2 separate regions of the Mus musculus genome follow, and region 1 is linked to region 2. Evidence: chromatin contacts called from public Hi-C data. All regions are on one chromosome and are shown on one strand. The core of a region is the stretch at or near the end of the contact, and the rest is flanking DNA. Distances in the headings are between cores, read along the strand shown.

Region 1 (5,587 bases), core at 1,732-4,231, 99 kb before region 2:
TACATGTTCCTAGCCTGGCTGGCATGTAATGCTGAGGACCTCTGGTGTTTGCCTGATGGGAGACAAATGTCTCCTGATAAGTCTCGAGGACTGTGGACCAGAACTGCAGCAAAATTCAGTTAGTGGTCAGTCTTGCTTTCCCCAAATCTCCAGAGAGTTGTTTGTCTGTTTTGAAATAGAGTTTCATGTAGCCTAGGCTAGCCTTCCAATACCCTCAAGGTTGCCCTTGAACTCTTGATTCTACTTCTACCGGCCAAATTCTAGGAATAGATCTTTATACCCAGTGTATTTGGTATTATTGTGTTTCATGAAAGCAAGACAAACACTCTACCAATTGATCTACATTCCAAGCCCCACTGGAGAGTTTTGAAGCTTTCTCTATCATGCAACCTTTCAATGTAACATCGTCCTCCTTACCCATTGGCTTCTCCCCACCTCCCACAGTCATGAACTTGTAGACACTAACTTCCTCGATCTTCCTTTGTTTCTGCTGCTTCCTGGGAGCTAGGTCTCTGAGCAAGACTCCCACCAAGGATAGCTAATGACAGCAATTACAGTTTCAACCCTCTTCCTAGTCTTCATCAGACTTTCTTCTGGCCTCCACATAAATGTTGTCCAAACCCCTTGCCTTGGAGAAAGCATACTAACCTATTCTCAAAGAGCTGATTTTCTCCATTTCTCTGTTTATGGTCTAGGCTCTGGATGATTTAGATGGATCACTCGTTCCTCCCTCTGAGCACTCTCTATTTCCTCTATCTCTCATACTTTCTCAATCCCCCTTTACTTAAGACCCCTTTTCTATGCATGTATCCTAAGATTCTGCTGCCCCACCTTCCAGGCCTGGAACACTAACTAGCCTCCCCCTTCCTCATGAGACATCCACACTTATGTCTTAACCTCTAACTCCACATCTAGTTGGTATTCTCCTATTGACATAGAACACTCTATCTATCCTGAACAGTAGGTATTTGTAGGAGCCATGACCCTTGCCATTCTGGAATGTTCCTTAGGGAAGGGCTGAAGGTTTGTAGACACGGGGAGATATGTTCTTCTTATTTTCCACCATTCTGGAGCATACAAATTTGTATGACCGAACAAATGGGCAAAGTCGGAAAATCTAGACGGATGTTCTCAAATTCTCTCCAGCTGTGGCGTTCCATCGCAGAGGTGGCTGCACACCAGTAATAAAAGCCAGGCCAGCAACAAGCTTCTCAGAGGCGCTGGTGTGATACATTCTGTTGGCCATGGGCTGTCTTTGGGTGTGTGTAGGCAGACTCACACAAACCAGATGTGCATCTGCTTAGAAAGGACCCAGAGAGGCTGGTCTCCCCTCGTTTCTCAACGTGATGAGAGGTGCCCTGGGGCCTTGCAGCTCACAGTTGTTCTGGAAAAAAACCCACTTAGCATAGCCCCAGCTCTGAATCCTTAGCATATGGATGACAGGGGTGTGTTGTGGTGCCCTGTTGGCAGTAAGCCAGGAGGAGAGCTGAGGTTTGGCTTGCCTGTGCTCAGGAAGCAGGCTGGGCCTGCACTAACAAGGTCCCTGCCAGTTAACAAGGCTGTTGCCTGCCTTACGAAGGAGCTACTGTCCAGAGCCTGCCTCCTGCTGGACTAGTAGATGTTAAATACAGTATAGGTCATGAAGCAGACATTGTCCAAGTTTTTTCTTTCCCAGTGCCATCAAGAGACTAGGCAGCTCTTTTCAAACTTAGCAAGGAGAATCTCTGAGGCTTTATTCAAACACAAATTGCTGGCCCAAACTCTGAAATATTTGACTTGAAACCCTTGGGCAAGGATAAAGAATTTATATTTCACACTCAGATGATGGTGATATGACCGCTCAAAGAATTTCACTCTGTGAACCATGATATCAGGAAGCATCACCCTTGTCTATAGATTTGGCCCCATTAAAATGAATCCCTCACACTGGGGAGATGGGCCAGTCAGTCAAGGGCTTGCCTTAAAATCATGAGAATTAGCCTGACAGTGGTGGCGCATGCCTTTAATCCCAGCATTATGGATGCAGTGACAAGTAGATCTCTGAGTTTGAGGCCAGTCTGGTCTACAGAGTGAGTTCTAGGACAGCCAAGGCTACACAGAGAAATCCTGTCTTGAAAAACCAAAACAAACAACAACAACAACAACACCCCATCCCCAAACACACACAGCAAAATCAATGAGAACTGGAGTTTGGTCATCGGAACCCACATTTAAAAGCCAGGCAAGTGCTTAGATAGAGTGCTTGTAATCTTAGCACTGGTGAGGCCAAAAGTAGGATCCCTTGGGCCTGCTGGTTAGCAAGTGTAGCCTTGTAGACCAAGTCCAGGCTAGTGAGTGTCTCAAAAGTAAGGTTTGCCTAGAGAGTGACACCCAAGGATGACCTCTGGTTCCCAGACTAATTTGAACACACGCACACGCACACGCACACACACACACACTATAAAAATTGAGTTCCCTACTTTACCACAGAAACTATCTTTCTTTCTATACTGTTGGCTCCACTGTCCATTTCTCACCTAGAACAACAACAACAAAAAAAAAATCAGCCCTTCAATTGCACAGCCAAGCTTGACTTGACTAAGCCTTAACTACGTGCCAGGCACTGTTCTAAATCCTTAACACATTATTAGCTCATTTAATCCACATAATTCTATGCAATAGGTACCACGATTATCCCCATTTTAGAAATAATAAATCCCACAGGGGGCCCTTAGGAAATACTTTCTGAATGAATGAAGGCAGGCAGGCAGGCTCGGGAAGCATTTATACCATGTGCTACGGAAGCTTGTTACCATGCCAAGGGAAGCCATCAGAAAGTGAAGAACTGGCTTGTCAACCAGTTGTTTGTTCCTGTACGACACCAAATAACCCATGTGCCTGCCATTGGCTGCCTACTCTGGCTCTGTGTAGACATCTCCTCACTGGGAGGGAAGCCAGAGTTAATCTCTCACAAAGGGTGGTTTAATAATAACCAGACACTGGAGGCGAACAGAAAGGAACACAGTGATCCCACGCAACCCCAGGAAAATGGACTATTCGGGCTCACAGTGTGTGCACTGCCAACTGGGGAGGGCCCCTGGGGCTGCCTGAGGTTTCTTAATTTTTATTCTAAAAATAGCCTAAGCAGGTGTCCCTCCTGGTTATCCCCGAATGCACCACTGCAAGCATCCACAGATGCCTATCACTCTAAAACAACACTAACGCTCCCATTGGAATGGAAACCAGGTCATCTCTGAAAGACTATAAATGGACAGCCCCTCTCTCTCTATTACTTATTAATGTTTCCCGCCTTTTGCTCAACCAGCCTTGAGGCCCAAACAGAGAAACACACCCTACATAAAGTTACCAGTACAGATAAATAAAACATCAGACTCAAACTGGTAGCTTTATCCTCCCCTGCTGGAGCAGGGTAGGCTGCACTGCTAGACACTACACACACAGCGATCCTCAAAGTGCAGCCCTTGGAGAACTAAGGGATGCACTCTTCCCAGAAGTTACTCATCTTTGCCTCTGTGGACGATTGCTCTTGTCTGCTATGGATGGCGTGAGGTGATCACAGAGTGATTCGCAACCCGAGTCCCTTGGAGTTGGACAAAGCAAGGTTGGCATTGCTGATGAAGAGCCTCCCCATACAATATGCATGCTCTGTGGCTACTCAGCCTCGAGAGTCACCGAGGAAATACCAGCCGCAAGGAAATGTGTGCGAGAGAAGAATCAGAGTCGCTCTGTAAAGTTCCATAGAGATGTAATTATGCAGGATCCAAGCCTATCTGATGTGGCGACCCTGGCATCCATCACTCCAGGGAGCCCTCTGGGTCAAGGGGAGAGCCATGCCCAAAGCAGTATTATTCTCTCTACCTCCTCTAGCTGCTTACAAACAGTTCTTGCTTCACTGGAACAAAGTCTTGGAACAAGGTCTCAGTGTAGCCCAGCCTGGTGTGAGGCAACTTGAGGGGCTATTCTGATGGAGAGACTTGGTGTCACTCTTGGCACCAGGGTATGTCTCTTCATAACTCACCAGGATGGAGAAACAGAGAGAACCACACATCTATCAGGTCTTCTGCCTTAATGAAAACCTGGTACTCTCTTCTTCACACAGTGGCTATAGAGGGGAGAAACCTAGCCTGGCATTTTCTCGGTAATGGTCTCAATCAGTGTAGAAGAGCATTGCAGTGCGGAAGACAGCATTCCAACTGCTGTGGATGGAAGAATTGGTGCTCAGAGGTGTGAGTATTTAAAGGCGTGGGCCCCAGCGGGGGCACTGTTTGGGGAGGTGGGATATAGCTTTGCTGGAGGAAGCCCGTCTTTAGAGATGGACTTTGAGAGTTCCTATCCTCCCCCTACTTCCAGTTCAATTTCTTGGATTCGCATTTGCACTTGAAGATGTGATCTCTCAGCTTCCTTCTGCAGTTGCCAATGCCATGGACCCCCTCTTTTAGTATGCAAAACCCAGATAAACTCTTTTATCTTTACACTGCTTTTGGTCGTGGCATTTTTGTCAAAGTGATGGAAAATTAATCAATACAACTATCCACTCCAATCAGCCCCCAGCAGATACTACGTAGAGTGCCCCACCAGACTGGCTGTACTTCAGCAAGGGGCACTGCTTGGGTATTTGTCTTAAACTTCATCATTTTCTTGTGCAAAGAATTAAATGCCTCCAAAAAAACATAAAATAAAGAATGAATGCCTCTTAGGTTGTTCAAGACAAAAGCTAGCCAATAATGGCGAAATATGCAAGACAGGCATTTTGGTGGGGCAGGAGACAGTGCTAAAAACTCCAGATGCCAAGAACCACGTCTGAAGCCAGCCAAATCAAGTCACGCCCGTGCATAGAAAGTACTTCCACCATGAGCTTTGGTTATTGCGGGGGAGTTGTTTTGGGAAAAAACCCTGTAAATATTTACTAATTATGGGCCAGGAGCCCTACAGAATGGTCAGTGTGGACTGTCAAGTTCATCCTAATAACTTTATGAAGAATATTCCATTAGGGCAGACCCACAAAAACAGAGGCAAATAGCTGCCAAGTGGCAAAACTGGAATGTGAACTCAGGAATACCCAGAATGCCTCTCCTCTACCATCTGGCCTTCTGTTGAGCCTACTGCAGTCAAGATAGCCAGTGCAGGAATTTGATTTTTTTTCTTTCCCCTAGAAATCAGCACAGCGCTGGATCATGGCTATCGCTGAAGAGTTATCTTTCTCTGAACAATTATTATTGTTCATCTCATAAGGCCCTAATCTTGGCACAAAAGCCATCATCCTCATTTGATTGAAAGGCCAAGGTCTTTCAACCTTGAGGAAACTTAAAATACCAAACTGCCTTAAGTTACCAAGCCAAACAGGAAAGGTGTGACTAATTGGCTCAAAGCCTCAAAGACTCCATTTTCCATGTATTAGGAGAAAGGAATATGTGGTTGGTCTTTACAATGTACCCTTGGAAATGACTCCTCTACTGTCTAAACTAACACAACAGTGTCTGGCATCTGACCAAAACATGGTCAGGTGCAACTGGAAGAGTCCTGAACCAGATCACTTGGTCTAAAGCTGTAGGACCAACAAGTGCTATCATATGTATGACCTTGAGAG
Region 2 (4,929 bases), core at 1,145-3,644:
ACATCTGAGCAGTCTTGAGGGCTCACTTCTTCTATAGATTAGTGCTTTGCCCGTTGCTCAGAGGCACGATTTTCTAGGTGTCTGTTCTTTCCTGGTAAACAGCTGAGATAAATAGCTTAGGCACGTTCAGGCCTCAATGTGAGTAAGATCCTTGAAAATGGTTACAATGCATATTCCAGCATTGGTATCTCCAAAAAATACCCCATGGAAGGAGCCTGGCTGTTCAGCAAAGGGACCTGGAATTCTGCCACATACTCTGGCGGCCATCTTTGGAAAACACTGGTGACCAATGCTGTTTGGTAGAAGCTTTGGATCATTTTTCAGTTGTGGTTTTTCTAATGACATCTCTTCCTAACCTTTCTCTACTACACAAATCATATTCTATTGCCTGTATCAGAAGAGTGTAAGATTAAGCCTATGGCCAGAGGCTTATGCCTGAATGGTAGTCATCTACCGGCTGTAAGCAGGCTTTACACAGTAAGAGGCAGTCCAGGTCCCCCCATCTAGTCCACTGACATTAATCTAAGGTAGCCGAGATACAAAACCAAAGCAAAGAGATGACTATGAACTTGAGCCATGGGGCAATGTGGTACCCTGGCAGCTTAAACTTTAGCCTATGGCTTCATTCCTCCTCTGCTCCTGGGACCATGGCTCAGTGATGATTTGTTTTTCCTTCTTGCAAAGTGCTCAGCTTCTGTTTCTGTCTGCGGGTCACTCCTCGTCTTGCCTTCTTGGCTGCATTAAGGTCTCTTGTGTGCATGATGCGGGACATCTGATAAGCCTTGCGGAGCTGTGAGGACAAGCGTGCTGTGTACGTGAAGTTACACGCTGAATAAGAATAGACATAGGTGTGTCTTCACCACAGTATCCCAAGAACATGGCACTGTGCCTAGCACCGACTGAGCCCTCAGTGGGGATCTGTGGAGTAGACGAAGTCTAGATGCTAAAGGAGTGAAAGCTCCTACTCTGGATAGTGTCTAAATGAATGAATGCTCATCTCAAGAGCCTTGGCGCATATGTGAACTGACAGATACTCATCCTTGCAAGGCTTCTTCCTGGCAAACCTCACAGTTAGCTATTGTTTATTCCACAAAAGCAAAAAGAGACTGCTCTGTAGTACCAGCGATCATCAACATCCTGGGTCCAATCCATTGTTGATGGGATATATGTGGATATGTTTCTAGGGGCTAAAATCGCTCACAGAGGACAATGGGTGAGTGGGAGGCACCAGAGGAGAACATGACAGGGAGAGAGAGCAACAAGCCTGGTAAAGACATCCACCAACAGATCCTTGATGCCTATAAAAACTGAGACCAGCCAGGCATGGTGGCGCACGCCTTTAATCCCAGCACTCAGGAGGCAGAGGCAGGTGGATTTCTGAGATCAAGGCCAGCCTGGTCTACAAAGTGAGTTCCAGGACAGCCAGGGCTATACAGAGAAACTATGTCTTGAAAAAAAAACAAAAAACAAAACAAAAACAAAAACAAAAACAAAACAAAAAACTGAGACCACTTGGGAGAGGTACTCAATAAAATATTTGCTGCATAGTTACTGTACTTTGAGCCCCACGTGAGAACCCAGGTACAGTGGTACCAGCCTTTAATCTCTCTCTATAAGGGAGGCAGAGATAGGCATATATCTTGTCTCCCTGGCTAGCCAATCTGGTCCAATCAGTGAGTCCCAGGCTCAAAAGTCAAGCTGGGTAGCACCCAGGGAAGCCATCGTTGTCATCTAGCATATTCAAGTTTGCCTTTGCTGCCGTCACACACTTACATGTATACCCGAGCACACATACATATACACACATTCACAAATAATCCGAGACAATTTGGAATTTTCTCTTTGCTGTCACAACCAGCCTTGTCTCGGCCCCACAGATTACTTGGTGAGGCAGCAACAGCCCTGGGAAGTGTTGATCTCACAGATGGGGTTGAAGAAAACAGCTTTTCAATTTCCAGGAGGCAAGAGTAGCAGAGGAGAGATGAGCTCAGGGGCTACTGGGGGATGCTCTGTCTGTTAGAGGAAGGGGTGAGGGAGGGGAGAGCCAGGGAGGGAGAGCGGAGAAATGAACATGGGGCGAGCATCTGTTGAAAAACAGATGCCTACCCGCCTCACTACACACACACACACACACACACACACACACACACACACATGCACACACCATTAGATGTGGTTCCTGTATTATGCATGCTGGTAAATCTGCGGGACTACAGTTGTGAAAATACGCCCTGACACAGAGTGAGCCTGCCCCTCCTCCCAATTCAAGAGCGGCCAGCCCCTGCTTTACCTAACACATTTTCTTTAACTTGTTTTCTCCCTAAAGACTATGCATAATTGGTCAGCCACGAGAGATTAATTTGTACTTAGCTGGCTGAGCAGCCGCGTGATAACTCAATAGCGGATGGCGCTGGACCGGCAGCTTCTCTCCTGAGTCTTCCCACCCCAGCTCGCTATCCTTCCACCCTAGCCTGCTCCTTTGGGAATCGCTAGCCACGCTCTTTATGTACTTCATTTGTGCTCGCCTGAAGGACTTGGAACTGTGTTTGCAAGCTTTTCCAGAAACATTGCTATTTGGGAAATGAAAAAAACAGTAAGGAAAAGATCAGTTCAGGAAAGAGGATGTCAGGGTAGAGAGGCCTGGGAAGTGAGGGGGTAGGGGCAGATATCTAGAACTTTGATATTCATTATGTTTTTCATTGCTGTTACAAAATACCAGATAAAAGCAACCCAGGAAAGAAGAGTTGACTATGGCTCCCCATTTGATGGTATAGTGCATCACAGAGGGAAAGCCATGGGGGCAAGCACGGGCATCAGCTGGCTTCATTGCAACCACAGTCAAGAGCACATTCATTCCATTCATCAATTCTGGCACGCGTCTCATCTTTTGGTTTTAAATTCAGTCTAGAATCCCAGCCCATGGCATGGTGCTGCCCACATTTAGCAGAACTCTTCCTATCTTAATTAACATAATCTAGAAATACCTCACAGACATGTCATAACTGTCTCCTTGGTGATTTTTAGTTTTGTTCAAGTTGACAATCATCATTACCCATCACCTTCATCCTGTTCGTTCCATTTCTAGCCCTAGTCAGGCTGGGAGACCAGTTGAGGGGGTGGCAAGGATGATGGTGGTGGTGGTGATGATGACAGAGGTGGTTGACAGTGATGGTGTTGGTGATGATGATGTTGGTGGTGGTAAAAACTGTAATGACAGTGATGGTAACAGTTGATGATATTGATGATGTTGAAGTTGCGATGATAGTGATGGTGACAGTGATGCTGTTGATGATGTTGAAGGCTGTAATGACAGTGATGGTGACAGTGATGCTGTTGAAGACTGTAATAACAGTGATGATGATGGTGATGGTGAAGATGGTGGTGGGGTTAGTGAGACAATAATGGTGTTGACGATGATATGAATAACGGTGACACTAACCTCTCCAAGATTCCATAAGTACCTCTACATTAATTATCACTTAATTATCTCTCAACCTGGACAGCAAGTGTAACTATCATTATAGAGCCTGAGAGACAAAGAAAATAAGACTCACAGGAGACAAAACATCTGCCCAAAGTTCAACCTAGGCAGTCTGACCCCAGAGCCAACACTCATCCATAGTCCTGGACACTCAAGGTACTAATCAGCCCCAAATGACAGGACACAGAGGAGACTGGTGTGATACACACCTCTTTCCTTACCTCATAGAAGAAGACTCCAGCTCAGTCCTGATCCACCTGGAGAAGGTGCTGCCCTACTAAAAACTTAGTGAAAATGAAACTTGGGTCAAACTCAACGTACACAAAGAGGTGCCCAATAATCATTAACAGCCATCACCATGGCGGCTCCTCAGAGGTCCAGAATGCAGCATTCTCAGAGAGCAACCCAACACTGAGATCCCAGGCCCAGCATCACAGCCACTTCCAGACAACCATGGAAACGTGGCCGATGTTTATGCCTGTCCTTGACTTCCCAGGGCTTCTCTGTGAGATGGCTTCCAAAGTCCCATCCAGACAGATAGAGAACCTTCTAAAGTGTGTATAGAAGCACTAAGGACCAATAGTGGTGAATGAAAAAGACAATGCAGAAGACAAAAAAAGAAAAAGAATCTGATTATTGCACATCTCCACCCCAAGTCATATAACCTGGTCCCCTTTCTCTGATGGCTCTTTTCTCCTCTCCTTTCCCATCCACCAAGTGAAAAAGAGCTGCCGAGTGTACTCTGCCACACCCAAGCCAGAACAAGATGCCAACAGCTGGACTGTGCTCAAACGCCTTTATCTCAGAAAGAACCGTGAAGGGGAACCACACATTTGGGTAGGGTTTCCTCCAAGATACCTCCCTAGCATACCTGTGCATTTTCAAGCAATTTGACATTAGAATGGGATGGAGAAGAAAATATGACCCACTTCCAAGCTACTGTCTTAGAGCTGAGAATTTCATTTTGGTGTTCCCAGGGGTGTGGGAAATGACGTAGCCTTCCGTTTGTGAGTCTGAAGATGCCCCCTCTGCCAAGGCAACCATGTGGCCCTGAGCTGCAGTGCCAGGCCTCTTGTGCCCCCTTCTGCTTCTCTCAGAGGCATTTTTCCCACATTGCCTGCCATGAGTCAGTAATGTGGACTCTGTGAGCACACGGCTATGTGAGGTCACTGAGCATCTCAGATGTGTTCACATCCCAAGCAAAAAGCAGCTACATGCAGAGTGATGCCAGGTTGTGAAAATCTGAACGTGTTCCTTCTGATGGCATGTTAATGCTGTATTTTGAACATACTAGCATAAAACAGCAAATCTTTAAAATGCACTCCACCAATTTATTTTTATTTTTTAAATTTAATATTGTACTGTGCACACACACACAAACAAACACACTGGTGAATGCCTTTATGTTTGCATGTATGCATGTGTGTATGTGTATGTGTGGGAGCCCA

Evidence for each region. Hi-C and Micro-C count contacts between places; a contact is called where the count stands out from the background.
Region 1: a Hi-C map of muscle stem cells shows a contact between it and region 2, with 1.8 times the contacts expected there. The contact joins two enhancer-like sites. A contact is called at or near these places in 9 of 484 Hi-C or Micro-C datasets (cardiomyocytes, cerebellum, cerebral cortex and 5 more) and 1 of 115 datasets of contacts at active chromatin or transcription factors (embryonic basal ganglia).

The regions. Positions count from the first base shown.
Region 1 is chr9:68,938,600-68,944,186 of GRCm38.p6, reverse strand. The region is part of intron 1 of Rora (RAR-related orphan receptor alpha); the gene reads right to left. Among named protein-coding and RNA genes, the nearest start is that of Gm31262, 120 kb to the right of the region's middle. Within about 2 kb of position 2,981, at least 55 of the 459 cell types and tissues checked have an H3K27ac peak or open chromatin away from gene starts, as enhancers often do. A contact at or near this core is called in muscle stem cells, where this site is marked.
Region 2 is chr9:68,839,901-68,844,829 of GRCm38.p6, reverse strand. The region is part of intron 1 of Rora (RAR-related orphan receptor alpha); the gene reads right to left. It overlaps Gm31262 (a long non-coding RNA gene), which reads right to left. Exons shown (of 2, transcript XR_379583.4): 1 at 1-4,929. Among named protein-coding and RNA genes, the nearest start is that of Gm31262, 19 kb to the right of the region's middle. Within about 2 kb of position 2,394, at least 10 of the 459 cell types and tissues checked have an H3K27ac peak or open chromatin away from gene starts, as enhancers often do. A contact at or near this core is called in muscle stem cells, where this site is marked.